Linked DNA regions of Sus scrofa: all the other regions are linked to region 1. Evidence: chromatin contacts called from public HiChIP or PLAC-seq data. All regions are on one chromosome and are shown on one strand. Each heading gives the region's core, a stretch centred on a gene start, on an enhancer-like site or on the middle of the called end of the contact. The rest is flanking DNA. Distances are from core to core; before and after follow the strand shown.

What was found. HiChIP or PLAC-seq counts read pairs in DNA pulled down with a chosen protein or histone mark.
Region 2: a contact with region 1 is called in an H3K27ac HiChIP or PLAC-seq map of skeletal muscle, with 11 times the contacts expected there. The contact joins two enhancer-like sites. A contact is called at or near these places in 2 of 47 Hi-C or Micro-C datasets (embryonic fibroblasts and subcutaneous adipose tissue) and 2 of 2 datasets of contacts at active chromatin or transcription factors (alveolar macrophages and skeletal muscle).
Region 3: a contact with region 1 is called in an H3K27ac HiChIP or PLAC-seq map of skeletal muscle, with 8 times the contacts expected there. The contact joins two enhancer-like sites. A contact is called at or near these places in 1 of 47 Hi-C or Micro-C datasets (subcutaneous adipose tissue) and 1 of 2 datasets of contacts at active chromatin or transcription factors (skeletal muscle).

Annotation. Positions count from the first base shown.
Region 1 is chr13:132,258,081-132,260,772 of Sscrofa11.1, forward strand. The region is part of intron 1 of XXYLT1 (xyloside xylosyltransferase 1); the gene reads right to left. Among named protein-coding and RNA genes, the nearest start is that of XXYLT1, 11 kb to the right of the region's middle. Within about 2 kb of position 1,336, at least 33 of the 83 cell types and tissues checked have an H3K27ac peak or open chromatin away from gene starts, as enhancers often do. A contact at or near this core is called in skeletal muscle and subcutaneous adipose tissue, where this site is marked.
Region 2 is chr13:131,835,728-131,838,419 of Sscrofa11.1, forward strand. No RefSeq gene overlaps it. Among named protein-coding and RNA genes, the nearest start is that of FAM43A, 170 kb to the left of the region's middle. Within about 2 kb of position 1,369, at least 8 of the 83 cell types and tissues checked have an H3K27ac peak or open chromatin away from gene starts, as enhancers often do. A contact at or near this core is called in skeletal muscle, where this site is marked.
Region 3 is chr13:131,874,622-131,877,313 of Sscrofa11.1, forward strand. No RefSeq gene overlaps it. Among named protein-coding and RNA genes, the nearest start is that of FAM43A, 210 kb to the left of the region's middle. Within about 2 kb of position 1,395, at least 17 of the 83 cell types and tissues checked have an H3K27ac peak or open chromatin away from gene starts, as enhancers often do. A contact at or near this core is called in skeletal muscle and subcutaneous adipose tissue, where this site is marked.

The sequences.
Region 1 (2,692 bases), core at 86-2,585:
GTGGTGCGCTCCAGCGGGAGAGGAAGAGGAAGGGAGAGAGATGTGCGCCCAGGCTGTGGCCAGATCAACACCAATGCAGGGCGAAGAGGTCAGGCTCTCAGCAGCACACATCCCACCAGCAGGCAGATCACTTAATGGGGCTGCTTAACAGTAATTACCCCAATAAATAAAACAAATGGCTTTAATTTAAAAGACATTAAGCTAACAGCAGGCTTTGTGCCAGCTGACAGGGCCTGGCTCAGCTGCTCAGAACAGGTACCTGAAACAGCAATGGGAGCACACAGAGCTGCCTCCTGGGGCCCGGCCTGACCATCCTGACCAGCCAGCCTGACCGCCCAGTGCAGCCCTCAGGCAAGTGTGAGCAGCCTCAAGGCCAAAGGCAAGAGCTTGCAACCAGAAAGGGTGTGAGGAAGGGAAGCTGGGAGGGGCCCTGTGGTAGCCTGGGAGTCTGCTGTGGCCACAGGGGCAGGAGGCTTCCCTTGGCTCCTCCCAGTTACAGCCTGGCTCCTCCTCTCTGCCGAGGCCTCTCACCACTGCCACACGGCCTGAGGTGGGGATTGCAGCCCATCTGACAGCTGAGGATGCATAGGATCAGGCAGTCAGGCAGCTAGGGGCCTGCCAGGCCCAGGACCTGGGTCACTGAAGCCTCCCCACCGTGCTGTCCTCTCGCCCACCAAGAAGCAAGATACATGGAGCTTCGGAGAGATCTGAAATCCTGTGGCGCAACGGGGAGCTCAAGAGTGGGTGGGAGGGGCTCCACCTTCAAGCTGCAATAAGCACAGTTCCCCCTCTTAAGCAGAAGCCTGCCTCCCTTCACCTGGACGCAGGGCACGTGCTAGATGGACCCCAGATAGAGTAAAGATGGGCCCTGGGAAGCAGTGAGGCCCGTGGGCAGGGCCCAGCTAGAGTCACAGGGCAGGGACCAAAGAGGGGTGAGGACAGCTAAGGATGCCCAGACACACCCCGCCCTTCATCCACACTCTTCCCTCTGTGCTGCAGAGAAGCACTGAAGGCTTCTCCATCCAGGATCCAACCATCCCAGTTTGTTTTCCATCCGCCTTTCTCAAAGGGCCTCATCAGAGCAGGTTTACACTCGATGCAGGAAGGAAAAGACAGCCCACGATTGCCAGGCAGATCCCCTTTCATATCAGCTTCCTTTCTAAAACACGAAGGGGAGAGAGGGGAATGCTCATGGAGACTGAACAAAAACAGCTCTGCTTGTGCCCCAGGCTTTCCTGGAGGGAGAAGCAGCTCTGGTTCTGGGTTCCCGGCCTTGGGGCTGCCGGGATTGGGGCTCCGGTTGAGCAAACGCGGTGCAGCAGCGCCCTCCAGTGGCTGCTCTGAGCGCCGCACTCGGCTCGACAGGCAGGGGAGGTGACCCAGCCTGGGAGCAGGAGGGCAAGCTCTCCCCCTACCGGGTCCCTGGGACAATGTGGTGACCAGCCAGGAGGCCTGAGGTCCAGTATGGGCTGCACTCCTGCAGCTCCTCCTCTGTCTGCTCCTGGCCCAGGAGGCCCGGGCGCTGATTCTAGCCCTGAAGCTCCCTCCTGCGGGAACCCTCAAGCGGAAGACAAACCATGTAGTTTCCCCGGGAGGAATAGAGCTCCCCCAATCCTAACTCCCTGGTCCATCGGAGACACTGCACAGCTGGCAAGCTGGCCCCAAAGGACCCACAGAGGGACGGCCCCCTGATGGTCAGAGTGGTGCCTCCCCTGCCCATCCCAGCCAGAGGCATCCTTGGGGACCCAGGGAGAAGAGGCTCCACTGGGTCTCACCCACCCTTCCAGAAGAGCCAGGGGACTCTGAAAACAGTGACACTCAAAGAGAAGAGTGAAAGGCCTGAATTCATTCTAACCACAGCTGTGAGAACCTCTGGATAAATCCTTGCCCCTCCTCTTCCCCAGGATCTGTCCGCTCACGGGGAGGACAGTGTTTGATGATTCCGAGAGACTCTTCAAAGCTGGATGGCAGCAAGCACCATCTTTATTCAGACTGAATGTACTGATGTGGGGCATCTGGGCAGGGGGACGATACAGACTGCAAGGTGGGCTACACCTGCCCCTCAGTGGCTGCCTGTCTTGTCCTGCCTCCTACTCCTCAAAGTATGTTACACAGTCCAGCCCCCCCTCACACACCCCCACCCCCCAGGGCCTAGGGTGGGAGCACAAGTAAGTCACTGGAGCTCTCAGCTCTGGGGCTCCTTCACAGGTCACAGGGATGCTTAAGGGAGATGTTCCTGAAACCACTTCCATAGGCTCTAAAGCGCTGAACAAATGTTACAATTCTCCTAATCAAGTCTTCATACTAGTAACACCTCGGTGACTTTAGGCATAACGTTATCAGAAATCTCCATGTGCTTCAGAATACAAGCAATTCCAGAGATGTTACAACACCCTTTAGGACGGGGAGGGGAGAGTCAAGAGAAAGGGTTTTTCATGTGAAATGCGTTTCAGTAAATATATGAGAAAAATACCAAATACACTTATTCAGCTGTCCGTATCAATATGTAGTCATCTCCTCACTAGTTATTGGGGAAATGCAAATCAAACCTCCTACCCACTCACATAGCTAGAATCCAAAAGGCAGACAATGATAAGTGCTGACAAGGACACGGAGCAATTGGAACACTCACACATTGCTGATGGGAACGGAAAATATTACAGCTCCTTTGGAAAACAGTCTGACAAAAAGT
Region 2 (2,692 bases), core at 119-2,618, 420 kb before region 1:
CCGTGTCCTCATAGAGGCAACGTCAGATCCTTAACCTGCAAGTCTCATCTCTTGATCCCTCTTGATCCCTCGGACCCCACCCCACTCTGGCTCACACCCTACCCCTTCCACCTCCCCCACCCCTTAGGGTCCTGGCCACACCTACCTACCTGCCGCATCTTTCTTCCCGCCATCCTTTCTCTGCCTAACCAACCCCTAAAGGTCATTCAAGTTCCTGCTCAATGTCCAGCTCCCTGGTAAAGCATCTCCAGGCCTTCTTTCCTCTGCAGGAAGAGGCAGTGCCCCATCCTGGTGCTCCCAACCCCTAAAGGTCATTCAAGTTCCTGCTCAATGTCCAGCTCCCTGGTAAAGCATCTCCAGGCCTTCTTTCCTCTGCAGGAAGAGGCAGTGCCCCATCCTGGTGCTCCCATCACCCTTGGTAAACATCTTTATAATAACACTCAGTGTCCCCCATGGTAACCGCATGTTACCTGCTCCTCTTGCCCCACTGGTCTTTGAGTTCCATGACGCAAGATAACAGTTTGTAGAAACCCTACAACAAGTTTATTTTCTTGCTCAAACAACCCAGTGATAGTATATCAAAGAGTCAGAGCCGAGGCAGGGAGGCACTTTCACATCCGCGGACCAAATTGATTTTTCCGAGCACTTTGTCAAATTCCACCTGAGGGGTGGAGTTCTTAACTTCATTTTTCAAGTAAGAGGCACATGTATAAAAGAATAAATTAAAATGTAAAAAGAAATTTAAAAAGCAGCAGCTTTAAAAATTATTACATCATGGTGTCATCTAATTACATCAGAAATTTGCAGCTCAAAATCATTGTAATCAGTGATCCTGTGACTCGGGAAGTTTCATACGATATCAGCTTGTTGCTGAAGCTCAGAGGGGCTGACACAAATCCTTGGCTGAAGAGTCCTTGCTTTTGGTGGGCATCACTGGGCAAGTTGGGAGCCAGAGAAGACACTCCTTGAAGGCAGAAAACAATTCTGCTGTGATATTTAGTCTCACTTTCTGTTTGCTTGTTTATGCTTTCAATACGTCATAGGCACCACTTTCATGATACGGAAAAAAGCAATACCTTTGTAAAGATACCAGACGATAAGTGATTAAATTGCTTAAAATGATAAACACTCATCAAGGAGAAGGGGAGGGAAGAAGACAGACACTTGACCAAAGATGCTTCTGCCCCTGAGACCTGTGGCTTGAGCCCAGGACAAGAGGCCTGATGGCTGTCCCAGTGGTCACATCAAAATCACGAGGCCGGATTCCTGGAGGGAGTTGGAGGGGTGACAGGGGATCTGCAGGAAGGAGCCCTTCCTCAGCCCAGCGTCACATGCTCCTGTGCTCACGTCTCAGACAGCCACTGAGGTCCCCATGGGAGCAGCCGAAAACCACGCTGTTTGGGGTTTGGGCCCAAATCTGGCACATACAGCTCTAGACCTGAGCCAAGTGGCTGCTCCCGGGTTTCTTCATCTCTTTGGGGATCATGTGTCTGCATCCTGGGAAAGTCTGTGCCCTGGATTGTAAACTCTACGGCGGTACACACGCTGGAGGACTTACTGGAATTATCGTTGGTTCAGGAAGGAGGTGGGACTGAGGCGCAGATGAGCAGTTTTCATAGCGCCTTTTGCAGGTTCATAGACGTTTCATGAGCTGAAAAATCCTCTAATCTCTACAACTGGGTAGGACGAATATTATCATGATTTACAAGTTACAAATAATAAAACCGAGGTGCTAAAAAGTGAAGCAAATGGCCCAACCTGCCACACAGCTGGGAGCAGAGGAGCTGGAATCTGAACCCAGGCTATTGACAGCAGAGCCTGTGTTAGTAACCCACGGCCTGTGCGCACACACGCACACACACATACGCCCACACTCCCACATGTACACACGCACACTCCTCCTTTGCATTCCAAACACACCACCCAGAGTCTGCAGCTTCAATCCTGAATTGTGTTTCTTTGAAACCTAACTGCCCCAGGAAACTGCTCACAATTTACCTCTGGGGAGTGAGAATGTGGGATCAGGGCTGATGAAGGGGCCTTTCCTTTGCCTTTTATCCTGTTTTACAGTTTTTTGATTCCTCCCCTGACCATGCATTCTATTTACGAGAATTAATATAAAGACGTATTATTCCTCATCGGTAGGAGTGTGCTTCAAAGCAGAAGTTTTGAAGTTTAACGGAAACTAAAAAAAGTCCTTTGCCACTCAGAGGTTTTTAGAGCCTCATGTATCTAAGGTATCCCCTGGCCATTGGGGATCTTTCCAATTCACTTTGGAATCAAGCCTGGGTTTCCTGAGTCCCCCACCTCCAGCTTTCAGCCTCAGCAGCCAAAGGCAACCCAGCCCCTTCCTGTGGTTTCTAGCTCAGCCTGCCTGGTGGAGGGAGGAGGAGAGGGGGAGAGGGAGGGGGAGGAGAGGGAAGGGGAGGACGCCACATTGGGCCCCATCCAGGGGAAGCACGACCTGGGCCCTTCCAACAGGGTCCCCCACGCTTGGTGAAAACAGAGTCAAGTTAGAGTCCAGTCTCCAAAACCTCGAGATGGAGGCTGGGGAAAGTGAAAACACCCAGGGAGGTCAAGATGCAACAGGAGGCAGGCTCAGAAAAGGGCATGTGAGGGCTGGATCACCCTATAGGGAGGAATAGGCACAAGCCAGAGGGGCAAGGATGGGGTCCTGCAGCTCTGACCTCAG
Region 3 (2,692 bases), core at 145-2,644, 380 kb before region 1:
CTCCTCCTGGGCGGGAAACTTGGGTGTAGGGTTGGGAAAGCAATGGATCCTTGCTCTCCCCTAGGTGTAGAGACTCCATCCCCCTCCCAGCACCTTTTCATTGGTGGTGGGCATGTAAGCCTGGGGAGGAGCAGAGGGATCTTCTCAGGCAGAACCCTGGTGGTTTGTCCTTCTTTCTACTCTGAAAGCACTTGAGAATTCCTGGTTGTTACCAGGAAAGGGACAGGACTTCCCGTGAATTTGGCTGTGGGGGTGGCAACAGTGGTTGGCAGGAACATTGCGAACAGATGTAGTCATATTTGTCTTCTAAGCTAGTAAAGCAAGTTTGGTGCAGCAGGCAGTCAAGAGCATTTTCAAAGTCAAAAAAATGTTAACAACCTATCCCTCATCCGCAAAACATACATCCAAACAAGGACACTTGCCCTTCTCTCCTCCACTCCCCGCCCCCCAGGGGGAGGGGCAGGCAAACTGCTGAGCAGGGCAGGCCAGACCTACGTAGGTGCATCTCAGAGATCTCTAAGCCTTGGTCTGGTCACTTGGCCTCTTCCCAGGACATTCCCTTCCTCTGCCTTTACTTCCCCTCAGTGAAGTCATACTAGAGCTCCACACAGCACAGGAAGCTTTGGTTCTAAAAAACATTTCTTTTTCTGGCTTTGAATAAGCCTGAACCCTCTCAAAGTGATCCAAGAGTAAGGATTATTCATTTCCCTGAATTGACTGGATTTTGCAATAGGTCTCTGATCCAGGGCGCGTGTTTTAAGTGAAATCACACATACCCAAAGTATGTTTGTGTAGCTCAGTTTTATCTGGAAAATGACTGCTACACAAGGATTGTGTGTGTGTGTGTGTGTGTGTGTGTGTGTGTGAGAGTAGTGAAGCATTTGGAGCTCCGTAGCCCAGCAATATGACTTATACTTTCAACTTTGTTATTTTAATTATTTATTTTCATCATCTTTACTGTGATACATATAAAACTATTCCAACAAAGAAGAGGCTCCAACAGACCATCCTAAATAAAGAAAAGTGAGGCATTTGACTAATGGAATTTGACTCTATTGCCAAAAACCGTCTATTGGTACTGACTGGTTTGGTGTTTATTATGGGAAGAACATCAACCAAAAGTAAAATGTTGGAAAATTTATCCATATGGTTAGCAGCCAAATAGCACAAGAGGCACTGGTTTCTCCTGCCCTGCTGCTAGCATCATGGTTTCATTTTAGGACCAGGCACAGTATCTAGAAATAAATGCCAACGCCCTGCTTGATGTTTTGCTTTAAGGTTGGCACTGTAATCACAGGATTAGTTCCAAAGTCAGTCCCTTTTCCTAAGAACACCTCCTACATTTCAACAGCCCGTCTCAGTGCACTGCACCTGTGGAGAGAAAGCCACAGCCAAAATCTCTTGGTGGCAGAGAAAAGTACCCAGAGTTGGTTGTGTCGAAATCAGGAAAGCTCTCTGGTGTGAATAAGACTCATTTGCAGATAGACCAACAACAAATGCAACATCCTTTTTCTACAGCGACATGGAAAATGACTCCATTAAAATACTGTATTTCACATTCTCGAAATAATTGAGCTTCCTGACAGGCATTCTTCTCGGAGCTGGAGAGGAAGCTTGACTCAGCCCTGCTTTGTGGATGCAGAAAGTCCTGGGGCACATGCCAAAGACAGGAATGGCTTATGCAAGAGAGCTGGGTGCAGTCCCAGCCCCCTCTCCCCAGCTGAGGGCACAAGGGGAGGGGGCAGAGAGGAAAAGAGTGGGAAAAGTTGGACAAGGACTAATTGGATGCCAAGGTCATTGCTCTGATTCAATCATTCCTTCCTGGAAAGAGAGCATTTTTGTGCTTAACCTCATGGCCTCAAATTTCCAGGATGTTGCTGGCTCTCTGGATTTCTCCGGGGCTTGCTTATTTACCAGGTTTCTAGGCCTAGGGACAGAAGGATGTGAGAGGAAATTACTCAAGAGAGACACAAAGGCAAAGCAAAAGGCTTCTAGAACTCTGCTCACACCCATCTTCTCATGGAAATTATAATTGACTATGCAGATGCCATATTTTTATTACCTACTATAGCTTAAACATATATTTCATGAAGTTTCAGACTATTTTCCCCCCAAAAGAATGTCATTTGGAGAATGCTCAAACTGATAAGTAAAAGAGAAGAAAGTAAATTTAAAACTTCTAGAACACTTAATTTAACTTTTTGCAAGCCCATCTCTGAATATGCCCAAATGTGTGCAAGATTGTTCTGAAGTTTCTCAAAAGAGGGAGGACAAAGTCTCTGTAAGGCATCTTGCACCGTCTTCTCCTACTCAATGTTGGATTTATCTGATAGAGTCAGCCTATGTTTAATGCCATGCATTGCTATTAGTTGGCACATGGTCAGGGATCCATGAACAGATGCATATGAGGACAGCAATGGGCAAGTGATTTGGGGACCAGGGAACTGGAAGACCTCTAATGTGTACTTGAAAAAACTGGATCCGAGTGAGGTCTCAGAGCAAGAAGATGCTGTCTGGTGAGAAGCCTTTCAAAAAGGAAGACCCAATCAATCTTTGAAGATCTCCCCTGTGGACAAAGGGGCAATTTGTACTCTGTGGCCCTAAGGTAGCACTCAAAGGGAAACAGGGCTTAGTTCTTTCTATCAGGTGTCTCAGGAGGTAGTGAAGCCTCTGACCTTGGCATACATCTAGC